2 separate regions of the Zea mays genome follow, and region 2 is linked to region 1. A link is a contact called in public Hi-C data. All regions are on one chromosome and are shown on one strand. The core of a region is the stretch at or near the end of the contact, and the rest is flanking DNA. Distances in the headings are between cores, read along the strand shown. Region 1 holds the start of LOC100383391. Region 2 holds the start of LOC100381917 (putative protein kinase superfamily protein).

Evidence for each region. Hi-C and Micro-C count contacts between places; a contact is called where the count stands out from the background.
Region 2: a contact with region 1 is called in a Hi-C map of ear, with 2.2 times the contacts expected there. The contact joins the promoter of LOC100381917 here to the promoter of LOC100383391 in region 1. A contact is called at or near these places in 2 of 25 Hi-C or Micro-C datasets (bundle sheath and ear).

What each region holds. Positions count from the first base shown.
Region 1 is chr7:137,873,150-137,880,461 of Zm-B73-REFERENCE-NAM-5.0, forward strand. It overlaps LOC100383391, which reads left to right and starts at 3,177. Exons shown (of 6, transcript NM_001176046.1): 1 at 3,177-3,790; 2 at 3,917-4,409; 3 at 4,579-4,622; 4 at 4,704-4,799; 5 at 4,893-5,403; 6 at 5,506-5,744. The coding sequence starts at 3,350. The coding sequence ends at 5,540.
Region 2 is chr7:138,084,393-138,091,472 of Zm-B73-REFERENCE-NAM-5.0, forward strand. LOC100381917 (putative protein kinase superfamily protein) reads left to right here and starts at 5,517. Exons shown (of 1, transcript NM_001174694.1): 1 at 5,517-7,080. The coding sequence starts at 5,551. The coding sequence ends at 6,873.

The DNA of each region.
Region 1 (7,312 bases), core at 1,927-4,426:
ACCCCGGACTAGGAGCAACTGGCCTCCGCCGCCGGCGCCGGAGCGTTGCCGTCCCCGGTGGCCAGATGTGCAGGGACGAAGCTACGCGAGCAGGACCGACGGCTGCACAGGCTTCTCCTTCCACGACGAAGCTACGCGAGCAGAGGCGCAAACTAGGCTAGCGGCGACCGGAGCTCGAGCGCGGAGGCGAGCAGAGGACACGCGTGCAGGGGCAGAGAAGAGAGGTCGGAGCTGGGAAAGAGAGAGAACTGAGCACGGAGGCGAGCTCCGGCCGAGCAGAGGAGCTGAGCGCCGGCGTTGGAGATTGGAGCAGGGAAGGCGCGCGTGCAGGGGCAGAGAAGAGAGGTCGGAGCTGGGAAAGAGAGAAGACAGGCGCGCGTGCAGGCGAGCTCTGGCCGAGCAGAGGACACCGGCACCAGGAAAATGGGCTTCGCGAGCAGGACGAGAAGACAGACTGGGCGAGCAGGACGAGAAGACAGGCCGGATCCGCAGACTCGAGCTCGGCGTGGCGGGCGTGGCGGGCGTGGTGGGTGGGCGGCGGCGCGGGCGCGGTTCCTGGGCGGCGGCCGGTTGAGGGCTCGGGCGCGGGCGTGGTTCCTGTCGAGTGGAGTGGGGATTTTTTCGCAGTGGGCCCGACCTGTAAGACACGTGAAAGTAGACGGAGACGGCGTCCAGGCGTATTTGTGAGCAACGGGAACGAGAATCGGGTAAAACTGAGTAAGGACAAAAACTAAGGGTAGCAACGAGTACCGTGGCGAAACTAAGGGGATCAATGTAAAAAACCCTTTCTAAAGTTAGCCTTTGTAGAAGATTCGGTAGAATCTAGATCCCAGAGGATCGAAATCTGTCCCGATGACAGCTGTTGTACTCTTTTTCCCTTGGTGAGTTTTCATGAAGTTTCTCACATGAGGGTTTTAACGAGGCAACAAAGTGCAAATGCAATTTGTATCACCATGCACTCTTTCTCCATATTTTTTCCACTTGTTTTTTGGAATTTTAACGAGGCATGTGTTGGTCGCGGTATTCGCCCAAGGGGGAGTGTTGAGAAACCCTAATGAAGGGTTATGTGGGCAAATACCGAATATAGCCCTGAGGGCTATCGCGTCTATATATATAGAACCTATACCCCTTATATGGAACATAGATCAGAAAGAGGCCAGAGGCCCAACCCTATATCCAGTGTCTCGTGTGTTTCCTCTGTTGTGCTTATGGAAAGAGAGACGAGTTCTCTACATCTTCTTACGCCTCTACTGCTGACGGGAGGGAAGGGAGCGGATCTGGTGATCCGTGGTAACGTAGTTCTCAACACAGATCACCAAATTGAGTGATGAAATCACGAATCATCCGGTCCGGAGGAAGGCGGGAATATTTGGTACCATGAAAATGGGCGCAAGAGAGTTGGGAACTTTCTTGCAGTATACTAATGCATGGCGTTGGATCCTCACAAGTGTCGAGCACCAAGGAGAAGGAGCGATGGATCATCCGAAAGAGAACCAGCGGAGGCCAGGCCTCATTCAGCATTTTGACGTCATGCAGTAGGCAAGCAACCATGTTGGCTGGCCAGATGGAAACAACCTGCAGCTCGCGGCGTGTCGCGTGTGCATGCGCCTGCTGCCACAAGTTAATTACGGATTGCCGGACAAAGTCAGGCCTGCCTGTAACGTACACCGAAGCGTCGATGACATTTCCATGTCAGTATCTGTGTGCCGTGACGCGACACGACTCTTGCTTGGTGGCGCGGCGCCTGACGGCATGCATGTGCAAGTGCAACAAGAATACCTGAGCCACGCAACTGGAAAAAACACGCTCGATCGCAAGTCGCAAGCAACCCAGGTGTAACGCAAGACTGACTGCCCCCCAGCGGCAACGACCAAGAAACATACTGATGTCCCGGGCCATGCAACGAGTTCGTCGTCGCGCCCCAGGGCATGGGTCTTGACATCGGCCAGGCCATCGTGTCAAGCCCGTTGGAACAGGCAGAGAATGCACATGCACCTGTTCGACCAGACCGGGTCCGGGCCGGGCCGCACATGCATGACGCACCGCATCAAAACGAAACCTTGCATGTTCCACCGCCCCGCCGCGCCCGTCGGTCCACGAACAGCACGACGCCGCCCCGCCACGTCGTCGCGTGCGTTGGATAGTATGGCGCGCGTCGTCCCGTCCGTGGAAAAAAGTACGTGTCCGGGTCGGGGAAATGCCGGCCGTCGGCCGACCTGTCGCGGCGGCCTGCAGGTGCAGGTGAAGGCTTGTCGCTGTGAGGCCGCGCGCGGGCAGGTCGCCCCGTGCACCAACCGCTGCCGCCTCTTCAGTCCGGCAAGGGCTGGATCAGGCGGGGGCGCCAGGCGAGGGAGGCCATGCGATGCGAGCGGATATGCGTCATTGCGTCGGCATCGACGGGCCGACCGCATGTCTTATCCGGTTTCTGGGCCAGGGACCGTGCTTATCTGGACGCCAACTTGGCACCGCGCCGCTCTCGCTAACATATTATCCGGTGCCTGGTGCCCGATGAGAAAAAACAGAGAGATCAGATCATGCATAATTGCAAATAGAGTCTGACCTCAGTTGGGTACTAACTCCGTTCTCAAATATTTGTAGTCCGCTAGTTCATTTTCGAACTAAACCGTCACAAATAAAAAAGAGCAGAGAGAATATTACTTAGAGGGTGTTTGAATGAAATATAGCTAATAATTAGCTGCTAAATTTTGATAGATACATCTAAAAATCCTAGCTAATAGATCAGCTATTAGTTATTTTTTAGTAAATTAGTTAATAGTTAGCTAGCTAATTCCACTAGCAATTTTTTAGCCAACTAAGGTCTAGTTTGAAACCTCTAAAATTAATAGTTAGCTATTAAAAATTAGTTATTGGATTCTAAACACTATCAGCTAATTGTTAGCTACTTCACACCAAAAAATTAGTTCATTAGCTGACTTAACCATATAATAATTTATTAGCTAGCTAACTATTAGCTCTATAAAATCTAAACAGGGTCTAGCTATTAGCTACGGTGCATTCAAACACTATCTTAATATCTGACATGGCACGTCGATGACGCGTCAGGGTTGGAACGTTCCACTGGGACGCTTGCACGGTTGGACCTGCATCTGAGTTTTTTTTAGAAACTTCTCGGGTATATATAGCCATTGTGCCTACGTGTACATGCACGGGATGAACGCAACTCACTGCCGTGTAGTATTACTTTTCGTTATTACCGTGGCAGCCGTGTTTGTGTGTTCTCCCAGTTTCCCGCGCCTATAGAAGCAGCCAGCAAACCTCACTCCTCAAGACCTCAACAAAGCAAGCAATCGAACGGGCACGGCTGGTTTCCGACGAGTTCTGTCGTGCCATGGATCCGCGACGCGCATGCTGGGAGAGCTCGACGGAGGACGTGACGAGGCCGCTGCTGCCCGTGCACGACGACAGGCCTGCGGGACGCTGCTCTTGCTCCGGGCTCGGGTCCCTGCTCACCACCAACAAGTACCTGGCCGTCGCGTCGGGCCCGCTGGCGTGCGCGGTGATCTGCGCGCTGGGAGACTTCGGCGGCCACCCGGCGGCGCGCAACATGCTCGGGGTGCTGGCGTGGGTGTTCCTGTGGTGGATCACGGACGCCGTGCCGCTCGGCGTCGCGTCCATGGCGCCGCTGTTCCTCTTCCCCGCGTTCGGCGTATCCTCCGCCGACGCCGTCGCCAAGGCCTACATGGACGACGTCATCTCCCTCGTCCTCGGGAGCTTCATCCTCGCGCTCGCCATCGAGCACTACGGCATCCACCGCCGCCTTGCCCTCAACGTACGTATGTTACGTGCCCGCGCACGCGCCGCCACCGAAGTTTCGAACGCGGCCAAAAACACAAAAGGCACAAGAAAACAAAACAAAAAGACTAACGTTGTGTAGCTCGTTCCGACGCGAACGCAGATCACGTCCCTGTTCTGCGGTGACCCGGTGAAGCCGCACCTGCTGCTCCTCGGCATCTGCGGCACGACCGTGTTCATCAGCATGTGGATCCACAACACGCCGTGCACCGTCATGATGATCCAGGTGGCGACGGGGATCCTGCAGCGGTTCCCGCGCGACCAGCAGCTGGAGGGCGGGGCCGACGCCCGGGAGCTCCAGCGGTTCTCCAAGGCGCTGGTGCTCGGCATCATGTACGCGTCCACCATCGGCGGGATGGCCACGCTGACGGGCACGGGCGCCAACATCATCCTGGTGGGGATGTGGTCCACCTACTTCCCGGAGCAGCGCCCCATCACCTTCAGCTCCTGGATGTGCTTCGGCCTCCCCATGACGCTCGTCCTGTTCGCGGCGCTCTGGGTCACGCTCTGCCTCAGGTACTGCACCAAGAACACGGGGAGGGTGCTCTCCGCTTACCTCGACAGGAATGACCTCAGAAGAGAGCTCAGCTTGATGGGTAGGTTTCTTTTTTTCCCTCCTTCTGGCGGCGGTCTCTGGAATATTAGAAAATGAACTTCACAATGGCATGAAAGTGCTTCCTTTGACAGTTATTCTGAAGCACAAACGTCTAGTGCTGGTCGTTTATTTCAGTTCTCTGATGGGGTCTCCATCTTGATTTGTGACAGGTCCAATGGCGTTTGCAGAGAAGATGGTTTTGGCCGTTTTCGGGGTAGGTCGCGCTCGTGGTTTCTGTGGCAGTTCAGGTTTTGGATAGCATGAGTCTCAAACGATCACTGGCCAATTCTTGCAGGCTCTCATCGTCCTATGGATGACCAGGAGCCTGACGGACGACATCCCTGGGTGGGCGGTCCTCTTCGACGGCAGAGTCGGGGACGGAACCGTCACTGTAAGTACACAAAAACCCGCACCCTCGGTCCTCGGACCATTTCTCAGCGACGATTCGCCGCGTGGGCCTCACGGGACAGCATTCTATACCTAGATCATGATGACGACGCTGCTGTTCATCATCCCGAGCGGCAAGAGCGGCGGCGAGAAGCTCATGGACTGGGGCAAGTGCCGGAAGCTGCAGTGGCACATCATCCTGCTCCTGGGCGCGGGCTTCGCCATCGCCGACGGGTTCAGGTCGAGCGGCCTCACGGACATCCTCTCCTCGGGGCTGGGTTTCCTGAAGGGCGCGCCGGCGCTGGCCATCGCGCCCGTGGCCTGCGTCTTCAGCGGCCTCATCACGGAGTTCACCTCCGACGACGCCACCACCACGCTGGTGCTGCCGCTGCTCGCCGAGCTGGGCAAGTCCATCGGCGTGCACCCGCTGCTTCTCATGGTCCCCGGCACCGTCGGCGCGCAGCTGTCGTTCCTGCTGCCCACCGCGACGCCGGGGAACGTCGTCGGGTTCGGCACCGGGTACATCACCATCAGGGACATGGTGGTCACTGGCATGCCAATCAAACTCGTCGGCGTTGCAGCTCTCACGATACTACTGCCAACTCTAGGTAAAGTACATAAAACCTGCAAATTCCTGCACTGCGCGATCATAGCAGACTCGGTCGGTAGAGAAGCTTTGTTGCTGATTTCTTATCTTCTGTGTTATGCAGGTTCTCTGGTTTTTGGCATGGATTCGAAAATGTAGGAACTTGGACGTTAGTCTAGTAGCAGTTGTAGAACGTTCAGGCTGTACAGTTTGTCAAATTCGTTGCCTCAGGAAGAAAATGAGGTTGTATTGTGTTGATCGTATTCCTTGCTTCAGGTCCGAGTTAGAAGAGAGATTTGTACGCAAATGATTTCATATGTAAACATGAGATTTATAGCTTATCTCCCTGACCTGCATTGCCGTACATTCCAAACCATGCCTTTTTTCAATTGGAACCTTTCCGTCTCAGCTTTGATTATTCAGAAATAGCATGAACGTTATCCTGCTTAACAAGTTAACAGTCAGCAGAGTAATCTTATCCATTTGCCAAGTGAAGTCCACATACAAAGCTGACGACCGTACAGAGAGTACTCTTGTGTTCTGCCGTCTTCAAGATATGCACACAGCACACGTGAGGGGATAAAACACTACACCATTAGATCTGATTAGGTTGGGTTATGGCTATAAAAAAAGTTGTTGATGTCCACGGCAATAAGTTGTTAAAAAGCTAAAAATCATTTGATGAAAACCACTTAAAGCCGCTGAAAATTCTTCTATTTATATTTTCACAGTTTTCATCCAAAATCCACTAAAAACTGGTTCAGATGTGCTTTTAATTTTGCACTGCGAGAAAGTCGGCTTTTAAAAAAAACTACTTACTGGATCTATTCCTTTGGTTTAGCTTTAGGTTTTTAGAGGGCAAAAACCAAAGCCAAAAGTCAAACCAAACGCATCCTTAGTGTGTTAACACCGCGCGCAGCATCTATGCCATTTTTATGCCTACAACCCTAGGAAAAGCGGTGGCGACACCTTGCATGATCTTATCTAGCACGTCAGTCCCTTCTTAAGACCCTTACTAACATGCTTTTTTACTCTAAAGGCCTATTAGTATTCTCATAAATTATGATTACTTTTTAGGCATATGTTAACAAATATGGTTGTTGAACTATCAGAAATTGGGGCGTATATCATCTTTTTCTAAGGTTGGGCATTTAAATTCTCCGTCACACCTTGACATGCCTATGAAAATTTTGGCACACTTTTATAAGTAATTGACGAGTGGGACTAATATGGTAGAAGAAAAATCTTGTCCGAACTGTGGCTATACAAACCAAATACTTGACTAAGTCGGTCAAACCAGATTAACTTTAGAGGTGATAAATTATGAGAAGTGAGGTAACAAACTAAGGGACAAAATATATGACAATTTCTGGCAGTTTAGATATGTAACAAAACATGTCCTAACTCCTATGTTGCGCTGCCAGAGCCCCCGGCCCATGCCGATCGATCGGCGCTCTGCCTTGTGCCATTCGCTCGCATAATCTCCGGGCCGCCGGTCGCGCGAACGGAGCTATTGTTCTGGTGGGCCGGTGCGGTGCTTTCTGTTCCGATCCATCCTCTGCACCTGCACGCCGCCGACGACGGTGAAAGCACGCGCTGCCTCAGCGTGGAGGCAAGGCAAGGCACACACGGAACGATCGGTATTCCCGGCGACGCAGAACATGCATGCATGAATCGGCGGTCCTGAATCCTGATGACGGTCTCCGTCTAGATCGGGTGTCCTGCCTGCGCGTGACTGGCTTCGGTACGCAGAACATGCATGCGGGATTTGTTATGCAGGATTAACTCGATAATTGGCTTGTAACGGGTCTAAATCTCCTCTTTATACGGTCGATTAAAACCCAAAATTGATCAATCAATCAATATAAATTTAGTTCTTTATATTTTATCCTAAGAGTAGACACTAAATTAGATCCCTCTTTCTAAATTTT
Region 2 (7,080 bases), core at 4,267-6,766, 210 kb after region 1:
CGTCCACGCGGGAGGGGGAGCGAGCGGCCTCACGCGAGCGCCTGTCCCATCCTCTTCCCCGCGCGGCCCACCCTCTGTAAGAGGGCCCTGGTCCTTCCTTTTATAGGCGTAAGGAGAGGATCCAGGTGTACAATGGGGGGTGTAGCAGAGTGCTACGTGTCTAGCGGAGGAGAGCTAGCGCCCTAAGTACATGCCGTCGTGCCAACCGGAGAGGTTTTGGCACCCGGTTCGTGTGGTGTCGTGGCCGTCGGAGGAGCGCTGGAGCCTGGCGGAAGGACAGCTGTCGGGGCTGTCGAGTCCTTGCTGACGTCCTCTTGCTTCCGTAAGGGGGCTGAGAGCCGCCGTCGTCACAGAGCGTGCGGGGCGCCATCATAGCCTAGCTGGCGGAGCGAGCCAGATGGAACACCGGTCTTGTTCCCCGTAGCCTGAGTCAGCTTGGGGTAGGGTAATGATGGCGCCTCCTGTCGACGTGGTCGGTCCGCGCCCTAGGTTGGGCGATATGGAGGCTCCTCCGAGGTTGAGGTCGAGTCTATCTTCAGTGGCCGTGGTCGAGTCCGAGCCCCTGGGTCGGGCGAGGCGGAGACCGTCGGCTGAGGCCAGGGCTGTGTCCGAGCCCTGGGGTCGGGCGAAGCGGAGTTCGTCGTCTTCTGGGGCTGAGCCCAAGTCCGAGCCCTGGGTCGGGCGGAGCGGAGTTCGTCGTCTTCTGGAGCTGAGCCCAAGTCCGAGCCCTGGGTCGGGCGGAGCGGAGTTCGTCGTCTTCCGGGGCTGAGCCCGAGTCTGAGCCCTGGGTCGGGCAGAGCGGAGTTCGCCGTCTTCCGGGGCTGAGCCCGAGTCCGAGCCCTGGGTCGAGCGAAGCGGAGCTTCCTGTGGAGCCCGAGGTCGGGCCTGACTGCTTGTCAGCCTCACTCTGTCGAGCGGCACAGCAGTCGGAGCGGCGCAGGCGACACTGTCCTTCTGTCAGGCCGGTCAGTGGAGCGGCGAAGTGACTGCGGTCACTTCGGCTCTGTCGACTGGAGGACGCGTGTCAGGATAAAGGTGTCAGGCCACCTTTGCATTAAATGCTCCTACGATCTGGTCGGTTGGCGCGGCGATTTGCTCAGGGTTGCTTCTTGGCGAAGACAGGGCCTCGGGCGAGCCGGAAGTATGTTCGTCGCTGGAGGGGGGCCTCGGGCGAGACGGAGATCCTCTGGGGTCGGCTGCCCTTGTCCGAGGCTAGGCTCGGGCGAGGCGTGATCGAGTCCCTCGAATGGACCGATCCGTGACTTAATCGCACCCATCAGGCCTTTGCAGCTTTATGCTGATGGAGGTTACCAGCTAAGAATTAGGAGACTTGAGGGTACCCCTAATTATGGTCCCCGACAGTACTGATAATGATATGGAATTTTTCTCGATGATTTTAAGTCTTTCTGCCGACATGAAGGTATTGTGAGGCACCATACCATTCCATATACTTCACAACAGAATGGAGTAGCAGAAAGGATGAACATGGCCATCATCTCCAGGGCTTGTTGCATGTTGTTCAATGCTGGCATAGATAGACATTTTTGGGCGGAAACAACTACCTTAAAGGCACAATTAAGTGGCGAGTTTGACCTGAAGGACCTGGGATCCGCTAGAAACATTCTTGGCATGGAGATTGGGAGAGACAAGAAATCTGGTTTGTTGTTCCTCAGTTAGCACAATTATATTCAGAAGGTTCTGCGCCGTTTCAATATGCATGATTCTAATCCAGTAAGTACTTCCATTGCTCTTCACTTCAAGTTATCATCTGTTCAATGTCCAACGAAAGATGAAGATTTAAAGTATATGTTAAAGGTGCCTTATTGTAGTGTTGTTGGTTCTTTGATGTATGCTATGGTTTGCTCATATCCTGATTTGTCATATGATATGAGTTTGGTTAGCAGATACATGGCTAATCCTGGCAGAACACATTGGGAAGCTGTTAAGTGGATTTTTAAGTGCCTGTGTGGTACGCCTAATGCTTGCTTGCAGTTTGGAAAGATCAAAGAGGAACTTGTTGGATATGTTGATTTAGATTATGGAGCAGATCTGGAAAAGAGAAGATCATTGACAGGTTATGTATTCATTGTTGGTGGATGTGCAATCAGTTGGAGGGCTTGTGTTCAGCCCATAGTTGCTTTGTCTACTACAGAAGCAGAGTATGTTGCAGCTTGTGATGGTAGCAAAGAGGTTGTCTGGTTGAAAGATCTATATGCTGATTTTGTGGAGATATATCTTGTATTACACTATTCTATGTCAGTCAGAGTGCTATTTGCCTTACAAAGGACAAATATTTCATGAGAGGACAAAGCACATTGATATGAAGTATCATTATATCTGGGAAATAGTTGCAGAAGGTAAATTGAGGGTATGCAAGATCAGTACACATTTCAATCTAGCTGACATTAGCTTTGCTGAACTTAGTTGGTATAATTGTTTAGCCCTAGTGTATATGTTGGCATCAACAATTTGTTCCTTCTATTATTGAGAAAGTTGATTACAAGTTATGGCTACAAGATGAAATTTGTTTCAAGGTGGAGATTGTGGAGTTTGTGATCCAAATTTTGTATATGGAGACCGTGTTAGCGAGCGGAGGCCCGTCGCCGGGAGGCTTGGGCCGTACGCCGTTCTATATATATTAGTGACCCTAATTAAGGTTTATTGCACGTCATCTTTTTACTCCTCTTGTAAGCCGCTGTCTACTGACGGTTTTATGTAAACACTTCACATATAATGAAGGTTTCGCCTGACTGGTACCCGCGATTTTTCTCTTCGCATCAAAGGGATTTTCACGTAAATTTGTGTGTCGTATTATGTGATTTATTGGTTGATCATTCTTGCCGTTTATGCTAACAGGAGTAACGCTTATGGCCGTCCCGTTGCATCGCATGATTGGTGACTAATCATATTTTTCTTGTCTTTTGAATTGGACCGATCCCGGAAAAGAATTTCCACATGATTCCCGCTACTGTCCACACGTGTAGAGCGCAACTTGCACTTTCTCGCCTCGAGCTCCACGCCCAATGATCTCTCTCACTCACCCTCTCTTGTTCGATTAAAAAAACTCCAGTAGTACTATCAAAGCAACCGAATAACCGGTCCAGGATACTCCATGATCGTTTCACTCATATTTCCGCAGTTTATTTTAGAGAATCACCTCGCAGAATCAGCACAATATCGCTTCTTAGCAAGAAAAACTGCTTGACAAAGTTTCTCCTAAATTTAGCATGGAAGCCGCTCTGGAAGTTTTGATGAACAGAACATACATCCTTCTTGGTGTGATGCTTTATGATCCAAGCTCAAAATAAAAAGGTCAACCATCCAAGGGTTGTCACAGTCTCTTTTCATCCACACAACGGATATATATATATTCTGGTGGTAATTACTCGATGTGATTATTAAATTGTTCCCCGCGTCCTAAATTATGTAAGCTTATATCTATAACGTCAGATTAGTTTTAAATATAAACTGTTTCTTGATAACATATTTGTTTAAACTTTTTATGTACCTGCGTTAATTATTTTATTTTTATAAAATGAAGTTGTAGTTTAGGACAGAAAAAGGTACTCCCTTCGTTTATTTTTACTAGATGAGTGCCCCGTGCGTTGCAACGGAAACACACAATACCATGATAACTTATATATATAATGTGTCTTATATTGTTATAAGAAAATGTTTCATAATTCATTTGTGATCCTAGTCATATATAAAGTTTGTTATTTTAATTTAACTGTTTCACTACTACATTACAACCATCAGTATCATACAGACTTCGATATATACCATGATTTGCATGGTCTCATCATTGGAGAGCACGTGCCACACCTATCGGTAGAAGTTCCCTCGTACATCGTCAGTCATCAGGCACGCACAACCATACATGTTTGCTTAAATAAAAAGGCAAGTGTGTGCGTTTGCGAAGAGAATTAAAGGCAGGCCAGCACAAAAGCTACCTCGGCGATGGCAAGTGATCATTGTTGTCGGTCCTCCTCTGCGTCATCTCTGTCGCTAAGATGACGTCACAATCTTTGATATAGTAGTCGTCGAACGCGCGTGACATGGCGAGTACCGATGACTTTTGGCTGGGCTGCTAAACGAAGTGCACCCCGGGCTCATCAGCGAGGTAGTATACCTAGTCGTTGCACCTCCAGATGTGCTACTCCTCTACATACATCTTGTTCGAGGACACTCACACAACATCAACAACAACCGTCGTCCCAGCGCACAAGAATTTATGGCCGGTCAGTAGCGACTTACGTGGCCGGTTGAGCTTCAGGTGGATGATGAGCTAGATGGCGTGACGGCGCCGTCGTCGGATGCGGTGCCCAGAACAACCCGAGAGTCGCCGGCGTTGGCAACGACTATGAGGTCCCTCGTTTGAATATGGACAGCGGTGTAGCCGCTCTGGACCGCGTCCAAGCGACGGCTGCGCCGGAGCTTGCCGAACATAGCGACGCATGCGGCCAAGTAGGACTGCTTCCAGAGGTCGAATTGGCAGTTGCCAAGCTTCTTCTCATCGTCGATGAGCGACGCCAACACGAGCGCCTCCTGCCAGTGGTGTTTGTTCGGGGTTTCCAAGTAAGAAACATGGATTCATCTTTGGCGTTAGTTTATAAAAATAACTCACAAGTCAGATCCATGGATAAAATATTACGGAGAATAAATGTCACACATATAAAAAAGGAATTTAAGTTGAAAACTTATTCAAACAAAAGAAGTTGCATGCAAGACTCTTCTTTAAATACTACTCTCTCCATCCAAAAATATAATTCGGGAATCTCGTTGATAATTACCTACTAATACACATTGTGTAAGGGTAGCAGGTGGGCTTTGGGAGAGATGTAGTAGATATTTTTACTGTAACAAATATTAACATAAACACACATGTGGTGTAGTGGTAGCTACGAGCACATTTACTTGAGAGGTCGCGGGTTCGAATCCCATTAGGGCCACATTTGTGTTTTTTTAATTTAATTTTAGCTAGGCGTGGGATGCACGTGGGAATGGGAATGAGCTTTGCGGGGAGAGGAAACGAGAAAGACAGTGCGGGGAGGGACACAATTGGGAATGGGAAACGGGTCATGACACAGTTGGGAATGGGAATGAAAACACACAGGGCGCATGGGAATGGGAATGAAAACACACAAGAGTTCGGAATGGGAATGGCAGAACCAGGAATGAGGCAGCCTACCCCTTAGAGTCTTAATAGGTAGTATAGATATAGATTACAAAACCAAACTAAGTGGCGGAAATAAATAAAAATGCTTTGGATAAAACTGGTGAGCTGATGGAAAGAAAGAAACGCCAAATCCGTGCCGGAAGCAACCATATAATTCTGCTCAAAGTGGCATTGTGGCAACGCCACTTGATTTGTTTTCTTTTGCAGGGAAGACGAGATAAGACAAGCGAACCAGTTAAGCTGCCACCTTATGACGAGCCGGCCCCTACTCGCTTCTCTTTCTTTATATCGCCACGGCGCTCCAAGTCCCCGCCCGCCCTTGGCAACAAGCGCGACACGCCACGACACGGCCCGCGCGATCACGCACGCTCATGCCACTGGCGCCACTCATGGAGATCGACCTGCACGCCGTGCGCGCGGTGCGCGTGCTGGGCCGCGGCGCCATGGGCACGGTCTTCCTCGCCGTGAACGGCGCCGGCGGGGAGGCCTACGCGCTCAAGGTCTTCGACAAGCGCTCCCCCGCGGTAGCGTCCAGGCCGTCCGCGGGCACCGACGCGGCGCGGCGCGCGCGGTGGGAGGTGTCCGTGCTGTCCAGGCTCGCGCACCCGCACCTGCCGTCCCTGCTCGGCTGCGCCGAGACGCCCGACCTGCTGGCGTGGGCACTGCCCTACTGCCCCGGCGGGGACCTGAACGAGCTCCGCCACGCGCAGCCCGACCGCGTGTTCTCCCCCGCGGCCATCCGGTTCTACGTCGCCGAGGTGGTGTCCGCGCTCGCCGAGCTCCACGCCGCCGGGATCGCGTACCGCGACCTCAAGCCCGAGAACGTGCTCCTCCGCGCCGACGGCCACGTCACGCTGACCGACTTCGACCTCTCGCGGCAGCTCCCGCCCAGGTCCCCCTCCGCCGCATCCACGTCCACCTCCTCGTCGTGCTCGGCGACATCGTCTCCGCCGCCACAGGCCCAGAGCCACGGCCGGAGCCAGCACCGCCACGTGAAGAACATCTTCAAGAGAAGCGAGTCCGCGGTGACCGCGTCAACCTCCGGACAGGAGGAACCGCGCAACCTCGCCTGGTACCTGAGCAAAAGAATCGACGGCGGCGCCGACCAGATCAAGAAGGCGAAGTCGGCCAGGGTGTCGCCGATGGACCGCGGCAAGAAGCTCTCGAGCTTCTGCTCCGCCGCAGCAGCGGGGGAGCGGTCGTTCTCGTTCGTGGGCACCGAGGAGTACGTTGCGCCGGAGGTGGTGCGCGGCGACGGGCACGAGTTCGCGGTCGACTGGTGGGCGCTCGGGGTGCTCGTCTACGAGATGTCCCACGGGCGGACGCCGTTCCGGGGCCGGGGCCGGAAGGAGACGTTCCGGAACGTGCTGCTCCGGGAGCCGGAGTTCACGGCGGACGCGCGGCGGCGGTGGCCGGAGCTGACGGACCTCATCGCGAGGCTGCTGGAGAAGGACCCTGCGCGGAGGCTGGGTTTCGCCGGCGGCGCCGACGAGGTCCGGGCGCACCCGTTCTTCGCCGGGGTGGCGTGGGACCTGCTCGGGGAGGTGTCCCGGCCGCCCTACATTCCCGCGCCGGCCGATGACACTGTCTCCTGCGAGGGATTCAGCGTGGTGGAGTACTTCGATAGGCTTCACCAGCCTCCGCTGTCGCCAGCGGAGTACTCGCCCGAGGAAGAGCTCTTGCCGGAGTTCTGACACTGGTTGTGCCGTCGCCGGCGGAGCACTCGCCCGAGGAAGAGCTCTTGCCGGAGTTCTGACGTCGGTTGTTCCGTTGTTGTCGCTCGAGATTTGTGCTCCCTGTTGTTTTCGTTCTGCGCCCTCTAAGATCGATCACTATGTGTGAACAGAGAGGGGCTTTTGTTAGTTAACCAAGATACAGTCGATGATTCGACACTCGACAGA